Regions from separate parts of the Sus scrofa genome. Here all the other regions are linked to region 2. A link is a contact called in public promoter capture Hi-C data. All regions are on one chromosome and are shown on one strand. The core of a region is the stretch at or near the end of the contact, and the rest is flanking DNA. Distances in the headings are between cores, read along the strand shown. Region 1 holds the start of ELOB (elongin-B). Region 2 holds the start of ZNF597 (zinc finger protein 597). Region 3 holds the start of HCFC1R1 (host cell factor C1 regulator 1).

Evidence for each region. Promoter capture Hi-C pulls out the DNA fragments that hold promoters and counts their contacts.
Region 1: a promoter capture Hi-C map of liver shows a contact between it and region 2, with 2.4 times the contacts expected there. The contact joins the promoter of ELOB here to the promoter of ZNF597 in region 2. A contact is called at or near these places in 1 of 5 promoter capture datasets (liver) and 2 of 47 Hi-C or Micro-C datasets (heart right ventricle and liver).
Region 3: a contact with region 2 is called in a promoter capture Hi-C map of liver, with 3 times the contacts expected there. The contact joins the promoter of HCFC1R1 here to the promoter of ZNF597 in region 2. A contact is called at or near these places in 1 of 5 promoter capture datasets (liver), 1 of 47 Hi-C or Micro-C datasets (liver) and 1 of 2 datasets of contacts at active chromatin or transcription factors (alveolar macrophages).

Annotation. Positions count from the first base shown.
Region 1 is chr3:39,296,766-39,299,995 of Sscrofa11.1, forward strand. It overlaps ELOB (elongin-B), which reads right to left and starts at 1,427. Exons shown (of 4, transcript XM_003124746.4): 1 at 1,146-1,427; 2 at 886-1,020. The coding sequence starts at 1,412.
Region 2 is chr3:38,787,062-38,790,312 of Sscrofa11.1, forward strand. It overlaps ZNF597 (zinc finger protein 597), which reads left to right and starts at 1,386. Exons shown (of 7, transcript XM_013995710.2): 1 at 1,386-3,251. All of the region lies in intron 1 of NAA60 (N-alpha-acetyltransferase 60), which reads right to left.
Region 3 is chr3:39,162,609-39,166,012 of Sscrofa11.1, forward strand. It overlaps HCFC1R1 (host cell factor C1 regulator 1), which reads left to right and starts at 1,767. Exons shown (of 4, transcript XM_003481068.4): 1 at 1,767-2,228; 2 at 2,540-2,596; 3 at 2,710-2,838; 4 at 3,080-3,404. The coding sequence starts at 2,134. The coding sequence ends at 3,215. THOC6 (THO complex 6) reads right to left here and starts at 2,023. Exons shown (of 13, transcript NM_001243684.1): 1 at 1,690-2,023; 2 at 810-925; 3 at 653-717; 4 at 459-562; 5 at 342-379; 6 at 210-258; 7 at 3-74. The coding sequence starts at 1,728.

The DNA of each region.
Region 1 (3,230 bases), core at 177-2,676, 510 kb after region 2:
AAAGGACACACAGAAAGCAAGGAGCATAGCACATGGAAGAGCTCAGGCAGCAGGCAAGGTCCTTATCATGGAAGCCCCCCCCCCACCCCCAGGAGGTATCAGCAAGGAAAGGCCTTCAGTGACAAAGGGAATGAGGACTCAGCTTGGAATGAAAGACCAGTTTCCAGCCAGTATTAGATCGAGGCACTTCGGGGGAGAGCCTTTAACGAGAGGCTGACACACCGGATTCCCAAAGAAAGCCCCGAAATCCAAGCCATCCTTGCTGAATAACTGCAGTTGGTTTGTAAGGGGGAGCGGAGCGGGGGGGGGGGGGGGGGAGCTGCGTTTAGAACCCCAGCAGCATGGTAGGGAGTCATAAACAGCTGGTAGGCGAAGAACCGACGGGACCCAACTCATCCCCAAACCCTCCATTTCTTTGTATTAAGCGGTGTCCAGGGCGGATGGGGCGCGTGTGATGGGCCAGCAGAAGGTTAAGGGCCCCGGGACTCAAATCCCGACTCTGCCCATGACCTTGGGATAGTTAAGGAACCACCTCCCAGCCTCAGTTTCTCCAACTACGGAGGAGACAAGTCCAGCAAGAGCCTGCACGTCTCGGCGGGCTGCTTCTGGGATTATTAGATGCGACGCTGGCCCCGGGCACTCGGCAGAGGGCCTGGCGCGCGCCTTCAAAGCCACCGGAATCGAGATCCTCCGGTGGAGCAGGCGCTACCGGGGCTTCACTTCTCTGAGTCCGAGCAACGGCCCCACGCGGGGGAGTTCCGGCCCGCGGCGGTCAGCAGCCGATGTTTACATCGACGACGCGGCTGCCGGGCGCCCCCGGCCAAGCTCCGGCGGCGGTTCCCAGCAGCACGCGCCCCCGGCCGCCCGGAACCGACAGGACCGCACCTTGTACAGCCGCTGCTCGTCCGGCGGCCGCTTGAGGATGCCCTCGACGATGCGCTTCAGCTCGAACACGGTACTCGACTCCTTAGCGTCAGTGAAGATGGTGGTCTTGTGGCGCCGGATCATGAGGAACACGTCCTGGGGGCGGCGGGCAGGCGTGAGCGCGGAGCCCGGGCTGCCCCCGCGCGGCCCGTGGCCCCCGTGGCCCCCGCGGCCCCCGGCCCCGGCCCCGGCCCGGCGCCCCTCCCCCCGCGCCCGCTCACCATCGCAGCGGCTACCTCTCCCCCTCGACGCGCCGGCGCGGCCGCGCTCCTCCCCGTTCCCGGCAGCCCGGGCGCCGCACCCCAGCGTGCCCCGCGCCCGGCGGCCCCGCCCCGCGCCCGGCCCCGAGGCCGCCATTTTAAGTAATCCGCAAGGGAGGGGCGCTGCGGCCCTGTGTCTGGCAGCCATCTCGGCGCCGTGGCGTGGGGCGGGGCTGGTTGGCCGAGGGGCTGAGGCTGTGGGCGTCCGGCAGTGGCCGATGGCGCCATCTTGGGTGTGGCAAAGACGAGGTCCCCAGATTGATGCAGTGAGGAGATGCCTGGGTGCAGGCCCATCCTTTTTGGGGGGATATCAGGGACTAACTGTGTGAGCTAGGGTACCTCACATCCCAAGGAGAGAGAAGGAAAGATGTGTCCCTGAGTCATCAGGGCGGCAAGACATTCACATCTCAATGAGATCTGGGCTGCCATATTGGGGAGTCCGACTCGAGAACAAGGGCTCCCTGGCGGCCATTTTGAGGAGGTCCACGGACGTTCCCAGGCTAGGGATCGAATCTGAGCATCGGCTCTGGCAGTGCACCACAGCGGGAACTCCTCTACCTAAGTTTGTTTTTTTGTTTTGTTTTGTTTTTTTTGTCTTTTTTTTGCTATTTCTTGGGCCGCTCCCACGGCATATGGAGGTTCCCAGGCAAGGGGTCTAATCGGAGCTGTGGCCGCCAGCCTACGCCAGAGCCACAGCAACGCGGGATCCGAGCTGCGTCTGCAACCTACACCACAGCTCACGGCAACGCCGGATCGTTAACCCACTGAGCAAGGGCAGGGACCGAACCCGCAACCTCATGGTTCCTAGTCGGACTCGTTAACCACTGCGCCACGACGGGAACTCCTAAGTTTTTTATTTTTATTTATTTATTTATTTTTGGGGCCACACCCGCGGCATATGGAGGTTCCCAGGCTAGGGGTCCAGTCGGACCTGTGGCTGCCAGCCTACGCCACCACCACAGCCACACAGCCACGCCGGATCCTTAACCCACTGAGCCAGGCCAGGGATCAAACCCGCAACCTCATGGCTGCTAGTCAGATTGCCTTCCACTGACCCATGATAGGAATTGCAAATTTTTTGAAGTGCTCATTAATAAATAGTAATTGTGGGAGTTCCCGTCATGGCGCAGTGGTTAACAAATCCGACTAGGAACCATGAGGTTGCGGGTTCGGTCCCTTCCCTTGCTCAGTGGGTTAAGGATCCGGCGTTGCCATGAGCTGTGGTGTAGGTTGCAGACTTGGCTTGGATCCCGCGTTGCTATTGCTCTGGCGTAGGCCGGTGGCCATAGCTCCGATTGGACCCCTAGCCTGGGAACCTGCATATGCCGAGGGAGCGGCCCAAGAAATAGCAAAAAGACAAATAAATAAATAAATAAATAAGTAAATAAATAAATAGTAATTGTCAATAGCCACCAGTTGCTCGTGTGTCTCTCATCTGTAGTGTTTTATAACTACTTTCATTTCTAAAAAGGAAGTGATAGAACTCAGTGTGGAATTTGAGTTGGTTGCCCAAATTCAAACCTGGTTCCACCTCTTGTCTGCTGTGGGTCTCTCTCTCTCTCTTTTTTTTTTCTTTTTGCCATTTTTTGGGCTGCCCCTGTGGCATATGGACTAGACTCCCAGGCTGAGGGTCTAGTCGGAGCTGTAGCCGCTGGCCTACGCCACAGCAACATGGGATCTGAGCAGCGTCTGCAACCTACACCACAGCTCACGGCAACACCGAATCCTTAACTCACTGAGCAAGGCCAGGGATTGAACTTGCAACCTCATGGTTCCTTGTCAGATTCATTAACCACTGAGCCTCGACGGGAACTCCTCTGCTGTGGATCTTAAGGCACGTTCCTGACCTGGGGGATCAGCCAAGAGACCATCAGTGCCTGGCACTGTGTGCATACTCAGTGGGCAGAACTGAGTTGTTCTGACTCTCTCAAAGGCCACGCTAGGGTAGGCGGTACCAGTTCAGATCACAGATGGGGCAACAGATTAAGTCGGCACTCCTGGGAGAGGCTGGGCTATCTAGTTGTAGTACTGCCAACTGGAAAACGC
Region 2 (3,251 bases), core at 136-2,635:
CCCTAGCCTGGGAACCTCCATATGCCACGAGTGCAGCCCTAAAAAAAAAAAAGCAAAAAAAAAAAAAAAACAAACAAAAAAAAACTGTCACTTGAACATCTAATGAATATACGGTCAACCATCTCTGGTTAAAAAAAAAATCAAATTAGGCATATAATTCAGTCTTAATCTTTCGATCTTGGTCTATCAGATTTTGTATCTCATCTCTTTCCTTTTAGCCAGATCAAGTGTTCAAGCTTCTTTCTTGATCTACTCATTTAGTTTTGGTATTCAGAGGTGTAGGGAAGATTTTGTTTCCTCTCCTGTTTCAGAGATAACTTCCTGGTTATCCATCGAGTTAATACCACAAGTGTAATTTCTGGTCATGGGAAACTGTGTTTATCTACCTGTAATAATGAGAACAGAATTCAAAGGAAGGGACAACAATCAAACTTAAATGAGACATCCCTGATATAAGACTAGCATAAAATTAAGTACAAAGGAAGCAGGGAAGGGTGACTACTTGAGCAGCAATGTGACTCCATGGTGACTTGTATCACGCTGTTAGCGCTTCTTCAACATTTAGCCTTGGTGTTGGTCTAGCCTTCAGGAAAGTTTGTCCTTCCACCTTTACTTTCAGCACCTTTTTGTTCCTTTTTTTTTGGCTTTTTAGAGCAACATTTGCAGCATATGCAAGTTCCTGAGTTAGGCGTAAATGGGAGCTGCAGCTGTGGGCCTACACCACAGCCACAGCAACACCAGAGCCAAGCCACATCTGCGAACTACGCCACAACGTGTGGCAATGCTGGATCCTTAACTCACTGAGCAAGGCCAGGGATCAAACCTGCTTATTCATGGACACTAATAGGGTTTTGTTTTGTTTTGTTTTTGTCTTTTCTAGGACTGCTCTCTCAGCATATGGAGATTCCCAGGCTAGGGGTCTAATCGGAGCCGTAGACACTGGCCTACGCCACAGCCACAGCAACGTGGGATCCGAGCCGCGTCTGCAACCTACACCACAGCTCATAGCAACGCCGGATCCTTAATCCACTGAGCAAGGCCAGGGATCGAACCTGCAACCTCATGGTTCCTAGTCGGATTCGTTAACCACTGCGCCATGACGGGAACTCCAACACTAATTGGGTTTTAACCCACAGAGCCACAAAGGCAACTCCCAGAGCATCTTTTTCTGTCCTCCTGGGACCTCTAGATATCTTTTTTTTTTTTTTTTTGTCTTTTTTTGCCATTTCTTGGGCCGCTCCCGCAGCATATGGAGGTTCCCAGGCTAGGGGTCGAATCGGAGCTGTAGCCACCAGCCTATACCAGAGCCACAGCAATGCGGGATCCGAGCCGTGTCTGCAACCTACACCACAAATCATGGCAATGCCAGATCCTTAACCCACTGAGCAAGGCCAGAGATCGAACCTGCAACCTTATGGTTCCTAGTCGGATTCATTAACCACTGAGCCACAACGGGAACTCCCCAGATATCTCTTTTGTGATCCACTCCCACAAGGCCTAGGTCTAGCTGTCACAATGTCACTTGTGGCAGATACCGTTAGTTACCTATCTATTCTACTTCCTTTTCTTTTCCAACAGAGCCCTGATTTTGTGCAGGTAAATAGTCAGGAGAGTGGGTCCCCTGGAGGGAAACCATGATGGGCCCAAACCAATTACAGTAGGTAGTGTTTTTTCCTCTTGATAATGATTGCTCTAGGATTGGTACATGACACAATGCTTGTCTGCATGTATTATGGGGATTCCACTGCCGCCTTCCCCAACATGCTAAGGACGGCAGGGGAGAAATACGGGAGTATTGGGACCATGATGGTGACCAAATCATTGAATTAACCAACCTGTAACTGCCCTACCTTTGAACATTTTGTTGGGTTTTCTGTTACTTGCAGCTGAAACTATCCAATCTGATATTCCACCAAATCCCACTACTTATTTTGTCACCTCTGAGGATACTGTTTCAATAACCATTCAACCATTCCTGGAGTAACCTTTTAAGTACAGGAACATGCCTGGCACTAGAATAAGAAATATACTGAGACTTATTCAGAATTTTCTATTAAAGTAACTATCGTTTTTGTTTTTTTCAAACAAACACCTCTGTAAACTGACAACTTCATTAAAAGTACCCTCTGAAAAGAGGCATTCTGAGCTCTTTGCACCTGAGGAAAGCAAAGCTGTGTACTGGCCATTGACAGCAGGGCTGGGGAAGAAGCTCACTTTTCTAATTCCAAATCCCTACACCAGGGCGGCCAGTGCAATGAAGCTGAAAATATTTGGTAACGGTGCAGGTCGAATGTGAGTTCATTAGGAGACACACACAACGTCCTGAGCTGCACTCCAATGGCTGTAGTACCGCTTGAGGTCCGCTGTGGCTCTGAGCCTCACCTGGCTCCGTTAGGCTTCAGTCGCCTGGCACAAAGCAGCCAAAATACACTGGGTCGGAGACTAACAAAGCGGCCTACGCCGACCTGAACTATTCCCAAGCAGAAGACACCCTTTTACATTCCACGGTCCCACAGTCCGCCCAACACACAGCCGACCGCTCCAGCCAAGACTAGGTCCCGCGCCCCGGCCGGACCTAAGATTTGGACCGGCCGGACCCACATTTCAGTACCCATGTTCGTTCGGGTTCCAGATTCTCCCCGTCCACTTTCTCTCCTTCTTTCCTGAAACTTTACGTCCCTCCGGCGTCACCCTAACGCCGCACCTGGTCTGGTCAGCCAACACTGAGCTCACTGGGGAGACCCAGGCAGCGGAACCGGAAATACTTACTTGGAAAAGGTGAGGGAATACTACACCTCCCAGCTAGCTCAGTGAGCCGTGGGCCTTCCATTAAGGCGCTCGATTGGCCAACGAACGAGAAGGCCTGCCCCCTCCGAGGTCACGCTGGCCAACCACAGGGCAAGGCTTCGTAAAAGGCTTTGGGGCGGGTGGCATCCGGCGGCTTTTCCGGCCGGTCTATCGTAGGGGAGCATGGGAGCGTGGGAGCCTAGCTGGGGTGAAGCTCACCGTCTCCAGTCTCGGCGGGGCATAGTTTTCTGTTGCTTCTGCCTGGGTACCGGGACACTTTCTGAGATCGTTAGTCTAGTGGGGCCCGGCCGGCCGGGAAGTCAGCCTGTCCGAGTCTCGGCGCAGGAGAGAGAAGCCACCGGCTCAGGCTTTAAAGGGAGTGGAGAAGAGAAGGGGTGCATTGAGGAGCTTTGCAGCCGATTTGGCCCCTCCAGGGTCTCTTCTCTCCCCTCCCAGGTCTGTCC
Region 3 (3,404 bases), core at 517-3,016, 380 kb after region 2:
ACGGTGAAGGCCCCCGTCTCAAGGTCCATCGTGTGCAGCTGACAGTCTCCACCCGCCAGGATGAGGGAATTCTCCTGCAGAAGAAGGCGCGGGCAGGGCATGGGCGAGTGGGGTCAGAGGTCAGTGTCACGTCAGGGCAGGGGAGGGTAAGGATCAAATCTGGCCCAAGAACAGGGCAGGGGAGGGCCCTGATTATAAAGGGCTCGAACCTTGGGGACGAGAAGTAAAGCATTGATCTCAGGTACTTCTAGGCTGGTCCTGGGGGAGGAAAAACCACGTCAGCTCTGATGAGGCCATACCTTCACCTCCATGTGCCCTCTGCCCACATGGCCCTGGCTCACCTGTATGGGGGCTGACGACGCCACAGCTCCTTACAGCCCTTCGGGGAAGGAAACATTGGGTGACAAAGACTCTCTCTGGGTCTGGGCAGCTCACCCTTCCCCCAGCTCCACACTCACCTTCTTAAGGATCTCCGCCCAAAGCCAGGCCTTCACCTCCCCATCCCCGGCACTGAGCAGATGTCGATCAGTGGACACCATGCTGTAGACAGGCCCATCATGGGCTAAATGCAAGGGCAGAACCTGAGTGACCCCATCCTGCTCCTCTCATCCACCCTGGGGTTCCCCAAGACAGACTCGATGGCGGCACCCACCTTGGAAAGTCACAATGGGCTTCTTACTTTCCTCTTTGGCCTCGGAGCTCAGAGCAGCAGACAAGCTGAAGGGAGAGGGAAGAGGGGCCTGAGAGTCAGAAGCAGGAGGCGTCAGCCCCAGGAGCTAACGGGTGGTGGGGAGCGGGGGCAAGTGTACCTAAAGATGGCTATCTGCCCATAATTGTTGCCAGCCGCCAGGAACTTCCCACAAGGTGAGACACTCTGGGAGAAGATGGTCATGTGCAGCCGCTGCAGGGCCTGAAATACTTCCATCTGTGGAGAGAGACTGGATGAAGGCTGTCTGGGGCTTCCAAGACCTCGGATCCACAGACTCCTGCCCGCTTTCCCTGCTGCCAGCCCAGCCTCGCACCCCCGAGACCTCTCAGTCCTCCTGTGAAACAGCCCACCAGGGGGCACCTGCCCATACAGTCCCAGGAACGGCTCTGAGAAGGAGGCGAGAAAGGAGAGCGGTGCGGCTTGATGCTTAGTGGAACTTTTAGCAAGCATCCAGACTCTCCTGCAGGTTTCCTCAACTACGGAATGGAGCTCCTGGGAGATTTTTGTCCCGAATGGATAAGCTACTGTAAACAAAGAACTTCGCACAAGGAGAAACCGCTTTAAAAAGTGGCCTTACTCCCAAACAGAAAAATGTACTTTTTTTTTTTTTTTGACCGTCCTGCGGCAGCATATGGAGTTCCCGGGCCAGAGATCAGATCCCAGACGGAGTCGAGACTTAAGCCACAGATGCGGCAACGCCGGGTCCTTAACCCACTGTGCAGGGGATCCCAGCAATCCCAAGACGCCGCCGATCCTGCTGCGCCACAGCGGGAACTCCCGCCCTTTTAATCCCTACCTTTTGACTTTCATGTAAGGCCCCTGAGGTATTTCTGGGTTATTCTCCCGCCCACGGGTCAGAATCCGAGTCCCACCAAGAGCCCACGCGAAACAGAGATCAGGGCACGACTGCTTGCCAGCCGCTTCGAAGCCGGGCGTGGACTACAAACCCCAGAAGGCACCGCGCACCACGCACGCCTCACCTGACCCAGAGGCACCGCCGGCGGCACCGCTCGGTCCATCTCGAGAACTAAAAGTCCCAGAGAGCTCCGCGCTCCACGTAGCCTCACGAGTCCGGAAGTGCCTCCGGAGCAGCTCCCCTTCGCGGCGCCCTACCTCCCCAACACCGCTGGCCAGCCCGGCGTGAAGACGGCCTCTGCGTAACCCGAGTCCCAGCAGCGCAGGTGACCGCCAAGAAGATCCCAAGACTAAGTGGTACCCACCGCAACCCCGCTACGGCGGGCCCCCGCCCCCACCCCGCAGAGCAGACCCGCCTTCCAGCCGCGTGCCGTCAGCCTTCCGCGCCTGCGCAGACTCTGGCCGCTGCGTACGCCTAAAGCCACGCCCTACGCGTTGGGCCACGCCCTCGGAGACTCCTCCCCGGCGCCTGGATCCCACCCCTTCAGACCGCAGGACCTCGAACCCCAATGATCCTGCAGCAGCCCCTGGAGCGAGGCCCCCAGGGTCGGGCCCAGCGCGACCCGCGGGCCACCTCGGGAGTGCCCCGAGGCCTGGACGCGAGGTGTGTATGGGAGCCCTAGGCGGGCCTGGCTCGGGGGCCCAGGAGCTTTGGCTGTGGCCTCAGGCTGGTCTGCAGGCTGACACACGGTGGGGATTGTCCGCAGGGCTTGGGCGTGAGCTGAGCCACGGTCGGAGACTGGGGACTGAGACCTCCCAGGCAGGCTTCTGGATGGTTTGAGAGAGGGGGTGACTTGGGCGTCAGCTGAGACGGAGATGGGCTGGGCGCTCCTGGCTGACGCGCTGGCTTAGGCGGGCAGATCCTTGGGATGGGGCCAAGAGGGTGGGATGCTCCTGGCTCTCTTTTCTTCCCAGCTCCCCTCTCCGAGGAGCTGTGCCCATGAGCACCAAGCGGCGCCTGGAGGCGGAGCAGTGAGTTTGGGGGCAGGGAGGAACTCCCAGCAAGACCTCTGTCACCTCAGGTCCCCATCATACTACTTCTCCTCTGAATATCCCAGCTTGCCTGCCTCCCCGTCTCTCCCCAGGGAGCCCCTGCGCAAGCAGTTCCTGTCTGAGGAGAACATGGCCACCCATTTTTCTCAGCTGAGCTTGCACAATGACCACCCGTACTGCAGCCCCCCCATGGCTCTCTCCCCAGCTCTGCCCCCACTCAGGTAGGCACTATCCACAGTCCACCAGCGGGGCCTTCTGGAGGATCATACCCAATCCTCAGAGCCAGTCTCCAGGCTCTGCCTCATCCTGCTATTTTTAGCTTCTAGCCAACCTCTGCTGTTTCCCATCTTGGCTCCTAAGAAGGTGCCAGCAGCCTAGGAGCCCCTGGGAACCTGGACCAGGTGGGGTGTGGCTCTGCCAGGCCAGCCTCAGCTCTCTTCTGATTGTCATTTCCTCTTCCAGAACCTCTTGCCCCGAGCTGCTTCTCTGGCGCTACCCTGGGAACCTGATCCCCGAGGCACTCCGGCTGCTGAGGCGGGGGGACACCCCCACCCCCCACTCCCCTGCAACCTCAGCCGTGGACATAATGGAGCTCTGAGTGCTGGCGGACAGTGCCCCTGCCCTCCTTCCTTCCTCACAACAGGGAAGACCAGCATGCCCACAGAGGGACCAGCTACCCTGCTTTTCCTCCAGACCAGGCCTCTGGGCACCAGGACCTTCTCTCAACAGGACATTGAGCCCCCCAGAGTCCTGGGGTGGGAGGGGCAGGAGCATGGGAAGGGAGACC